Linked DNA regions of Sus scrofa: regions 1 and 2 are each linked to region 3. Evidence: chromatin contacts called from public HiChIP or PLAC-seq data. All regions are on one chromosome and are shown on one strand. The core of a region is the stretch at or near the end of the contact, and the rest is flanking DNA. Distances in the headings are between cores, read along the strand shown. Region 1 holds the start of POLR2F (DNA-directed RNA polymerases I, II, and III subunit RPABC2). Region 2 holds the start of CYTH4 (cytohesin 4). Region 3 holds the start of GGA1 (ADP-ribosylation factor-binding protein GGA1).

Region 1 (3,161 bases), core at 190-2,689, 300 kb before region 3:
GGTTCCTAGTCAGATTCGTTAACCACTGAGCCATGACAGGAACGCCAAAGCTTCCTTTTCTATTCCCTCCAGAGCCCTATTTCCATGCCCCCCTGTGGGAGAAAAATTCATGAAAGAGTCGTCCATCTTCGCCATTTCCAATTCTTCTCCTCACATTCTGTCATCATCTCACTCCCAAAGACTTTCAGCTCCTTGGCTCCACCAAAACCACTCCTTTCAAGTTCATCAATGATTTGCACGTTGCTAAATCCACTGGTCTATTCTTGTTCTCATTTAGCCTGATCTGTCAGGTGGCACACCGAATCACTCCCTCTCACTCAAAACACTCTCCACTGGAGTTCCCGCTGCGGCGCAACAGGACTGGCAGCATCTCTGGAGCACTGGGACACAGGTTCGAGCCCTGGCCCGGCACAGTGGGTTAAGGATCCAGCACTGCTGCAGCTGTGCCATAGGTCACAACTGTGGCTCGGACCTGATCCCAGGCCCAGGAACTCCAGATGCCACAAGGGCGACCAAGAAAGAAAGAAAGAAAAGGACACCTCGCGGTCTTGGTGTTCCCCCGCCTCACAGTGGCTCTTTCTCAGCTTCTCTTCCCTCCAGGCACTCCACAGTTAGGATGCTCTGACGCTCATTCATCTCCTCTTCTCTACTGACCACCCACCCCCCTGCCGCCTCCCCATGATCGCCCCCTCTCTTAGCTTTGACTAATACTCTTATGCTAAAGACGCCTCTATTTTTGTCTCTCCTCCACACATTCAGGGAATCTTTCCGGTTCTAGCTTCAAAATAAACCCAGAAATCAAAACCACTTCTCACTACCTCTACTACGATTACCTAGTACAAGTCACTCCTTTTTTTTTCCTGGATTACCGCAAGCCTCCCAGACTTTTACCACCTCAAGTCTCCCCAGACCCTCCGCTGGGTTTCTTTTACATACTTCGTGCAATTCACACGACCCCTGCAGTATCCGTCTGTGGGCCTGTCCCCTTTTCTAGAAAGGGCCCCCTACCTGAAGAGCAGGAGCTATGCCTAATTCACCTCAGTAATTCCAAATCAAGAGACAGAGCCCGACTCCGTGAAAGTTTGTGGAAAGATACCACGTTCACTGATTCTCTCCGGATCCTCAAACTGGGGCTTTTCTTGGCCCAGCCTGTGACCAGGTCTAAGCTCCTGGTCCCCCCGCCTTTCCCTTCTTCAGCTCCGCGGGCCCCTCAATACCCCCAGTCCCCTCACGCATTGCCCCTCGGTTAACGGCTCCTTAACCTCCTTTGACCAGGCTCGGCAAAGCTCACTTTGCTCCCGCACTCACTTGTCCTCGTTGTCAGACATGACGCCCGCGCCGCAGCTCCCTGGTTCTGCGCTAAGAGTCGCGCGGAGACCCGCAAACTGCGCGCCTCCGCCACGAGCTGCGCCACGCGCACTCTGCGCCTGCGCTGTGACCTAGAGGCAATTGCTTCCGGGAGGATCGGCAGGGCGATAGTGCGCACGCGCCGAGAAGCTAGAGCTTGTTACCATGGTAGCCAGAGTGTATAACCAGAGCTTGAGCAGCGGAGATCTCAAAAGCATTCCTGCAGGGCTCCGGCGCGGGTGCTCCTTCAGAGCCTAGCGGCCACTCTCAGTGGGCACCCAGCCGGAGTCTTACCTAAGAGTGAGGTTTCCGTTTGGGTCTATCACACAACGGGCAAGGTTACCCTAACGCCCCTTTCCTCCAGAGGTGGCTTCCCTGCCACAGGCGCCGGGTCTGGATGAGGTCTCTGTTCGCATGTGTGTATCTGCCAGTGGATCTGTTCCGGGTGGGAGGATTGGGCACTGTCGCGATATTGATGGGCGGCGTCACGATTCTCTTGCGGGCCCCGCCCCCGCCAGACCCAAACTTTGGGTGGTGTTGGGGATGCGGAAGCAGAGGTTGTATATGGGAGACAGGGGGTGTGTCGTCGCGTTTTTCCCTCCTCAGAGCCCTCCCATGGCTTCCCAGGAGAGGGTGGAGACTGTGACCAAAGGAACTGGCTTCTGGCGCTGCCCCAAGCCGGCCGCTTACACCCCAAGAACCTGCGAGCTGCTCAGAGGTCAGTGGTGGTCGGGCGGGGCGGGGCGGTGGTGTCAGTGCATGAAAGGACAAAAGGAGAGCGGTAGTCACTGTTAACCTCTGTAACTCAGTTCTCACCTGCATGACTTATGGCTTGCAATTGCTGTTTTCATTTTTCAGATAAGAAGCCTGGGGTTCAGGAAAGTTTGGGGGTCCTGCAACTCGAAAGTGGCCAAAAGTCAAAGAACTCACGAATTTTAGAGTAGTTAACTGCTATGCATCCCTTATATCACACTTTTTTTTTTTTGGTTATTCTTTTTTTTTGTAATTGTTATTTCCCCAATACAATTTTTTTTTTCCTACTGTACAGCATGGTGACCCAGTGACACATACTATATCACACTTTCAATTTCTCCAGAGAAGCCTTATTTCCTCCCCACCCACCACCAACACAGTGCAACCAACCGTTAGGTGCCCACACACTCCCAGTGCCTTTTCCTTCACTGGGCTTAGCGTAACCTGTAGTCAGATACCTTGTGTGTCCCTATGAATTCATGTTGAATTAACATCCATCTGCCCTTCTAGTTCATGAACTCCCATCAGGACACGGTGCCTGTTTTGGCTCGCAATTGTAACTCCAGCCCCTGGCACATGCTTAATGACTGCTTGTTCATTCACTCAACAACAACAAAAAAAGATTTTAAGCCCACTGTGAGCTTTTAGACATTGTTCCAGTTGCTGATGATACAGCAGTAAAAAAAAAAAAAAAAAAAGAAAAAGAAAAAAAAATCTTGTGGAGTTCCCTTCGTGGCTCGTGGAAACAAATCTGACTAGCATCCATAAGGACGCAGATTCCATCCCTGGCCTCACTCAGTGGGTTAAGGAGCCAGCATTGCCATGAGCTGTGGTGTAGGTCGCAGACATGGTCGGATCTGGCATTCCTGTGGCTGTGGTGTAGACCAATGGCTACAACTCCGATTCAACCTCTAGCCTGAGAACTTCCATTTGCAGCAGGTGTGGCCCTAAAAAGGCAAAACAGAAAAAAGAAAAAAGACTTGCATCCATGGAGCTAATATTTCAGTAGGAATGTTACAATGATAAATAAGTAAAATATATAGAACTTAGATGGTGATGGG
Region 2 (3,506 bases), core at 546-3,045, 310 kb after region 3:
CTGTCCTCCCAGGACTCGCCTGACCCGAAGCAGTGGCTTCCCTCAGATGCCCCGCACCTATACCCCCCAACCCAGGCTAAACTGGGGCTCTCTCTTCTCTTAGATCTTGTCCCTATTCTGCTACTTATTGGCCACCTGACTTCGGGCCCGTCCGTCCTCTCCTCCAGTTCACCTCTGTGAGCCGCCGTTTCCTCATTTGCATTATGGGGACAACTATCCTAAGGCCTTTGGTACCAGAAGACCCCCCCCAGCAAAGAACCAAGTAAGAGTGGTAGCCAGTCAGGCAGTGTTGGCTGGCGAGGGGGAAGGGGACTTCACAGTCTCTTGTCACCCTTGTGTCAGCTGTGTGACCTTGAGCCAGGCACTGCTCCTCCTGGGTCTCCTCTTGTCCCCCAGTTGCCACCTGCGGTGTGTTCACCAAGCCCCTACAGTCTGTGAGCCACCTGCCTCCCAAAGCCCGCAGGGGAAGCTCAGGGTTTGGGGAGAAAGGGTGGGGAGGGGAGCCAGGAGGTGGGGAGGGGTCCTGCCCCAGCAGGACGGTGTCCCTCTCTTGGCCTCCTTTGTTCCATCTGTAAATGGGGGTTGTTGAAACTAATGCCTGCTTCTCTAGCTGTGTTCCCCTGAAACCCTGGGGTGAGGGGAGGCCCAGTGGGCGGGGTCGGACTGCCTTGTATGAGGGTTCTTTTGTTCCCAGACTAGGAGTCGAACCGGAGCTGCAGATGCCAGTCTACACGACAGCCACAGTAACACCAGATCTAAGCCACGCCTGCAACCTGCACCTCAGCTCACGACAACGCCAGATCCTTAACCCCCTGAGTGAGGCCAGGGGTCGAACCCACATCCTCACGGATACTAGTCAGGTTTGTTGCTGCTGAGCCACAACGGGAACTCCTGTGTGAGGTTTTGTTTGAAGGTAGGGTTCTGCTGCACATTATCTGGACCTGGGGAACCGAACTGCTCCAGGCAGCCCTTGTCCTCAGGAATTCCAGGCCATGCTGGAATATTCTGAGAAGGACTTGGGCCCTCTTCTCTCCTCCTCACGGAAACACAACGGAGTCCCGTCCGCCCCTGTACCCACTCTGCAGCCTCCTTTCCTTCCCCTCCAGACACATGGTCCTGCTGACCGGGCAGGGGCCCGGCCACGGTCCCCGGCTGCTCATTCCTGGGCCCCTCCACTGGCAATCAGTGGTGTCCTCAGCCGCCCCAGAGGCCACCGTCCCCCACCAGAGGCCAAACTGGGGCTGCAGGGTGCTTTTGCCACCCGGACACTTATCATCCTCACGGATGTCACCGTCTTTGACACAAGCTATCTTTCGCGTCCCACCTCCGGACCTTTGCACTGGCTATTCCTTCGTCTGGAATATTCTTTCCCCAGAAACCCACACGGATCCTTTCCTCCCTCCTTCAAGCCTCGGCTCAAACAGTGTCTCCTCTTGAGGTCTTCTCGGCCACCTGTCCCATCTTCCTCATCTCACCGTGCCGCTCATCCGGCTTGTCACCTCCCGACCAAGCACACGCACACTCGCACTGTCTGTCTTCCCCCTAGAACATAATAAGCTCCTGAGGGTGAGGGGAGCCCCCGCTTCGTTCGCTGGACTCCCGGCCCCTGGAACACAGCTTGGCACCAAGCCCGAGCGCCTAGACCTCTGTTTTCTGCTCCTGCCTGTCCCATCTGGCTTATATCTATGTACACACTGATTGCTGTGAGGCCAGCACCGTTATCCCCATTCTACAGAACAGGAAACTGAGGCCCAGACAGGTCGGCCCAGACGCTTACCTGGGTGGCACAAGTCCATTCTGAAGCCCCCCCGGGGAAGGGCGGCCCGGGCTCCAGGGGCCTGCTGACCCAGCTGCAGCTCGGCTGCTCAGGCAGAGATGTGTCACCTCAGCTAGAGCAGGCCCCTTCCCGTCCGCCCGCCCCGCCCAGCCCCTGTGTGGGGAGGAAGTCCTGTCCTGCCTGGGTTCTGGGGCTCTGGGGCTCTGGTACGTAGGCTCTTGACGTAACAGCACTTCCTAAAACCAGTTCTGCGTACTGGGGACTCTTTGCATGTTGGGGGTGGACGAGGGAGGGATAGAAGGACACGGGGGGCGGGGGATAAAAAGAGAAAGATGGTGCGACAGAGAGAAACATGCAGACACACCCCCCCGAGGAAGATGCTTATTAGAGCACAGATCCTTCTCCAGCGGGACCATGGGCACTTACTCAGCAACCTCCCTGCCCTTCAGCTGAAGGGTCACTCCACTTGAACAGTCCAAGCGGAGCCCCCTAGGTCCCACCCCACAAGCTCTCTTTCATCAACCCTCCCTTGATCAAGGAAAAATTAATCCAGTGCTAGCAAAGGCTCTGCCTCCCCTCAATGAAATGCTTGGCTTTTGCCTGTCTAGTGATTGGTCAGGCCAGATGTTCAGTTTCCCTTTTCCCCCAGGTTGCTGGGAAGCTCAGTCAAATCCAAAGTGCCTTGACGACTGTTCTGTTGTAACAGACAGACGTTGAGGCCAGACAGCAGGGTGATTCAGCTCTGCCACTCAGGGCCTGGGTGAACTTGGGTGAGTCACTTATTGGCAATGAGCCTCAGTTTGCTTACCTGTAAAAGCTGAATACTAATTCTCACCTCGGGGTTATGAAAAACATGGGGGACATAATGCATGTAAGATGCATGAATAGTCAATAAACACTATCTTCTTTCTCTTTTAGGTTTCAATTTTCTTTGGGGGTTAAAATTTACAATTCGACTGCTTGTGTCTTTTTTTAATTTTTTTTGGCAAGCTGATTCAAATCCTTGGTGGAAAAAAGTACAGTGTGAAGAAATATTTATAGGGGTTCCCTTGTGGCCTAAGGATTCGATGTTTTCACTGCTGTGCCTCAGGTTCTATCCTTGGCCTGGGAATTTCTGCATGCCGTGGGCATAGCCAAAAATGAATAAATACTTCAAAAGAAGAAATATCTAGGAGGTCCTATTGTGGCTTAATGGTAAAGAACCCGAACAGTGTGCATGAGGATTTGGGTTCAATCCCTGGCCTCGCTCAGTGGGTTAAGGATCTGGCCTTGCCAGGAGCTGTGGTGTAGGTCACAGAAACGGCTTGGATCCCAGGTTTTTGTGGCTCTGGCTCAGATCTTGCGTGGCTGTGGCTCTGGCGTAGGCCGGAGGCTACAGCTCCGATTTGACCCCTAGCCTGGGAACTTCCATGTGCTGCAGGTGCGGCCCTAAAAAGACGAAAAAAAGAAAAAAGAAAAAGAAACATCTATAAATTCACTGCTCCTTCCTTGTCACTTTGTGGCACATATTGTGTATTCATCTGTTTTCCCACCAGTCTCAAAGCCCAGGAGGACAAGGGCCCTCTGTGTCCTGTGCTTGGTAAATGCTGGGGGCCCATGCGGGTGTATGAATGTGCAATAAATGAACGAATGGACGAACGAATGAATGAAGGGCACCCAGGGGAGGGGGTGAGGTTGATGCAAGAGCTGGCTACAACGGCCCCCCGTCCCGGTATCCACACCCCTCTGC
Region 3 (3,494 bases), core at 363-2,862:
TGTGACCTGGACACTTGTGGCGTTCCAGAACAGTCTCGATGGCCGCTGAGTGCTTCCTTTCCAGGCCCTCCCCCTCCGCTGGAGACAGTGTGATTCTGGGACCAACCTCAGAACTCAACTCTGCACAAGACTGGCTTCAAAGGGGCTGATCATAGCCCCCCAACACCCTGGGCAGCTCCCTGGTGTGCCTGAGGCCAGGAGGCTGAACTGAAGGTAGACCTGAGCAGAGGCTGCCCCGAGGTCCTGTGGCAGATGTGGGCCCAACAGGAAGAAAGACTTGAGAGGGAGCTGTCACCAGCCCGGGGAGAAGCAAGCCATGCTTTGAGGGGTTGTGAGAGCTGAAAAGCTTCTGTAGTGTGGGATAGGGAGGTCAGGTGGACCGTGTAGCGGCTGATACTCTGAAAGCCAGGTATTAGGAAGAGACACAGGAGGGGATGCAGAGGCATTTGGAGGAAGCCAGGAGAGGGCTGGGAAAGGAGTCTGGTGAGGGTGCAGAAGCCAAGGGGCTGGGTTGAGGGCAGGGATAGAGACCTTGAAATTACTTCTGGAGTCTGAGACCGGACTCAAACCTGTAGGGTTTAGGGGTTTCTCACTATGTGGCCAGAACTCGGGGGCTCTCATGGGTTAGTGGACCCTCCCTTCCTGGGTGGGGGAACGAGCAAATCTGAGCGGAGATGCAAGCTCAAGGAATGGATAGGAGCGAGTCACGCATGCAGCGTCAGAAAGCGGAGGATTCGGGGTTCCAGGGGAGCAGGATCCCTCCCTCTTGGGTCTGAGGTTCAGCCCCAGGGGCTGCTCGCTTGCTACCATCCCGGGCTCCTTGGAAAGACTAGGGCGTCCGTTCCGCGTTGAAGTCTGGGCCCGAGGGGGTTGGAGGCTGCTTTCTCCATCCCGGAGGTTCTGGGCACAGAGAGGGGCGCAGCTCACTCCTCCCTGGGGGTCGCTGCCCTCGGATCGGAAGGGTAGGCGGCGCCCGCTCGCGTCGCCAGTCCGCGCACCTGCTGGGGTCTCTATTCAACCCAGAGTCTGAGGTACCGGCTTGGGACACCGTCCCTCCCCGGGCCGGGGGCGGGGCGTGAGGAGGGGGCGCCCCGTACCCCGCCTCCGTCGGGAAGGGGCCCGCCTAGTGCCCCTGGTTCCGGTTCCGGTCCGGCCCGCGCCCCTCCCGGACACTCACTGATTCGCGCCTCCAGAGTCTCCGGCTCCATCGCGGGCTCCATCCGCCACGGGCCCCCAGCCTCGGCACCGCCCCCCGCCCCCCGCCGCTCTCGCGGGACCTCCTCGGCACCGCCCTCGGCCGATTAAAGGGGCAACGTCCGTCCCAACGCGCGAGAGCGGAGCGTGAGAGCATTCAGCACCATAGAGACGAGAACTACTCGCCTAGAGCGTCACTTGCTCGCCCAACCCCTCCCCTAAGCGGCGACTGCGGGGGGAGGAACGGGTTGCCGGCCTCCTCGTCCACAGCGCTCAGGCCGGAGAGGAAGCAGAAGGACTCGGGGCTGAGAGCTGCACCATGGAAACCCCGCGGGACGCTCTAATTCGTTTCGCGTCACGAAAACGCTTGTGACCGCTTCCGGCCGAACGTTCCACCGCCATCTTTTTGAGGGGCTCTTAGGTCACTTCCGGAATCCTGAGCGGGTATTTCCGCTTAGATGTAAACATGGCGGGGCCTTAAAAGGGCAACGACTTACTTGGGCCGTTAAAGTTTATTGAGTGTTTACAGTTGTCCAAGCATCGTTTTAAGCACTTTTTTTTTCCCCCTTGGCTGCGTCCAAAGCATGTGGAAATTCCCAGGCTAGGTATTGAACCTGCGCCACAGCAGTGACAACAGGGGATCCTTAGCCGGCTAAGCCACCAGGGAACTCCTTTGAGAACTTTTACACATTTTTCTATTTACTCCTCACAACAAACCAATGAACCGGATCGTTTGAGGTCACACAAGTGGCAAAGCCCGAACCCCGTGCTATCTCCTGCATTCATTCTGAGATCATTTCATGCACCCCGCAGTTTCCAGGCCCCGGGGCACGTCACGAGCTCACCTGGGTCCGTTTCCTTCTGTCGCCCCCTGGCGGCCTTCCGGGGAACTGACCCGTGGTGTGCTCGGGAGCCTCCCTGTCTCCTGGAGGGTTAAAGGGAATCTGGCGAATCCGGTTCTGCTCAGCCGTTGCCTTCGCAAGCGACCTCGATTCACCTTGCAGAACCGAGGTGACCTCATCAGGGAGTTTGAGAGGCATGTGCTTGGGTCAGTTTTTCCCCTAAACTCAACTATTCAGCAAACCGAGATGCTTTTCTCAACTCTCCCCCACAAACCATTAAAATTATACAGGAAAGTGATATGTATGTTTATTGCATTCCTCAATAAAAGCTGTAACATAATATGTACTTAGAGCTCTTTTCGTTTGTTTCTTTTATTACTGTGACATGAATTGTTACAGAAATAATACATTTACCGCACTGATTTAGGGGCACATGCAGTCTGTCCAGGGTCACGTTTTAAAGAGAGCAGAGATTTGACCAGGGTTCAAATTCTGACCTCGCTGCTTTCCAAACTGCCCTAGGACAAGTCACTTAGCCTCCTTGGATCTCAAGACTTCCCATCTGAATCATTCTTGTTAGAATTCAGTGAACCAGTGTTTGCTAAGTGAATCCCCCCAACACAGGCTCCCCACTCACTGTCTCGGCTGAACTTTTCTCCTTAGCACCTGTCTCCACTGATTACTTCTTTTCTTCATCGTGTCTTTTGTCTCTTGCCCCCACTGGAAGGTAAGCTCTGTGAGGACGAGGAATTTCATCTATTTGGTTCATCGATGTATCCTCAAGGCTTGAAAGAATAACTGGCACATAAGTGTTCAATCAACACGCATTGAGGTGTTTCCTGGCGGCTCAGTGGGTTAAGGATTCGGGGTTGTCACTGTTTTGGCTCCGGTTGCAGCTGTGGCGCAGGTTGGCTCCCTGGCCCAGGAACTACAGCATGCCATGGGTGCGGCCAAAAAAAAAAAAAAAAAAAAATCATGCATTGAATGCATGAATGAGTTGAAACTATTATTCATAAGCTTTACCGGCAGAGGGATGCAGGAATGTGCCCACTGTTGCACAGCAAACGGGGAGCGGGGGAGCCAGGTCATACATTTGATGACAGCTCTAGGCTTGCCTCATTGAGTCCTGAAGAGCAGGGTTGGTGACGAGTCAGAAAAGTGGCTATGCAGGTAAGGCCTGGCCCAGACTGGGGCTCAGGGTACAAGGTTTGGAAGGAGGAACTTGAGAAGGGGGTTGAAGGCGAGGATGGTTGAAGGAAAGACCAAGAGAGCAAACAGGAAACTCAGAAATTGGGCTCTTCGGGGTTTTTTTGTTTGTTTGTTTTTGTCTTTTTGTCTTTTCTAGGGCTGCACCCGCGGCATATGGAGGTTCCCAGGATAGGGGTCTAATTGGAGCTGTAGATGCTGGCCTACACCGGAGCCACAGCAACGCGAGATCTGAGCCACATCTGCGACCTA

Evidence for each region. HiChIP or PLAC-seq counts read pairs in DNA pulled down with a chosen protein or histone mark.
Region 1: an H3K27ac HiChIP or PLAC-seq map of alveolar macrophages shows a contact between it and region 3. The contact joins the promoter of POLR2F here to the promoter of GGA1 in region 3. A contact is called at or near these places in 2 of 47 Hi-C or Micro-C datasets (heart right ventricle and liver) and 1 of 2 datasets of contacts at active chromatin or transcription factors (alveolar macrophages).
Region 2: a contact with region 3 is called in an H3K27ac HiChIP or PLAC-seq map of alveolar macrophages. The contact joins the promoter of CYTH4 here to the promoter of GGA1 in region 3. A contact is called at or near these places in 3 of 47 Hi-C or Micro-C datasets (embryonic fibroblasts and retroperitoneal adipose tissue) and 1 of 2 datasets of contacts at active chromatin or transcription factors (alveolar macrophages).

What each region holds. Positions count from the first base shown.
Region 1 is chr5:9,916,282-9,919,442 of Sscrofa11.1, forward strand. It overlaps POLR2F (DNA-directed RNA polymerases I, II, and III subunit RPABC2), which reads right to left and starts at 1,440. Exons shown (of 5, transcript XM_003481541.3): 1 at 1,309-1,440. The coding sequence starts at 1,328. C5H22orf23 (UPF0193 protein EVG1) reads left to right here and starts at 1,505. Exons shown (of 7, transcript XM_003481544.4): 1 at 1,505-1,763; 2 at 1,954-2,065. The coding sequence starts at 1,963.
Region 2 is chr5:10,519,788-10,523,293 of Sscrofa11.1, forward strand. It overlaps CYTH4 (cytohesin 4), which reads right to left and starts at 1,796. Exons shown (of 13, transcript NM_001144121.1): 1 at 1,778-1,796. The coding sequence starts at 1,796.
Region 3 is chr5:10,212,218-10,215,711 of Sscrofa11.1, forward strand. It overlaps GGA1 (ADP-ribosylation factor-binding protein GGA1), which reads right to left and starts at 1,613. Exons shown (of 19, transcript XM_021091505.1): 1 at 1,178-1,613. The coding sequence starts at 1,220.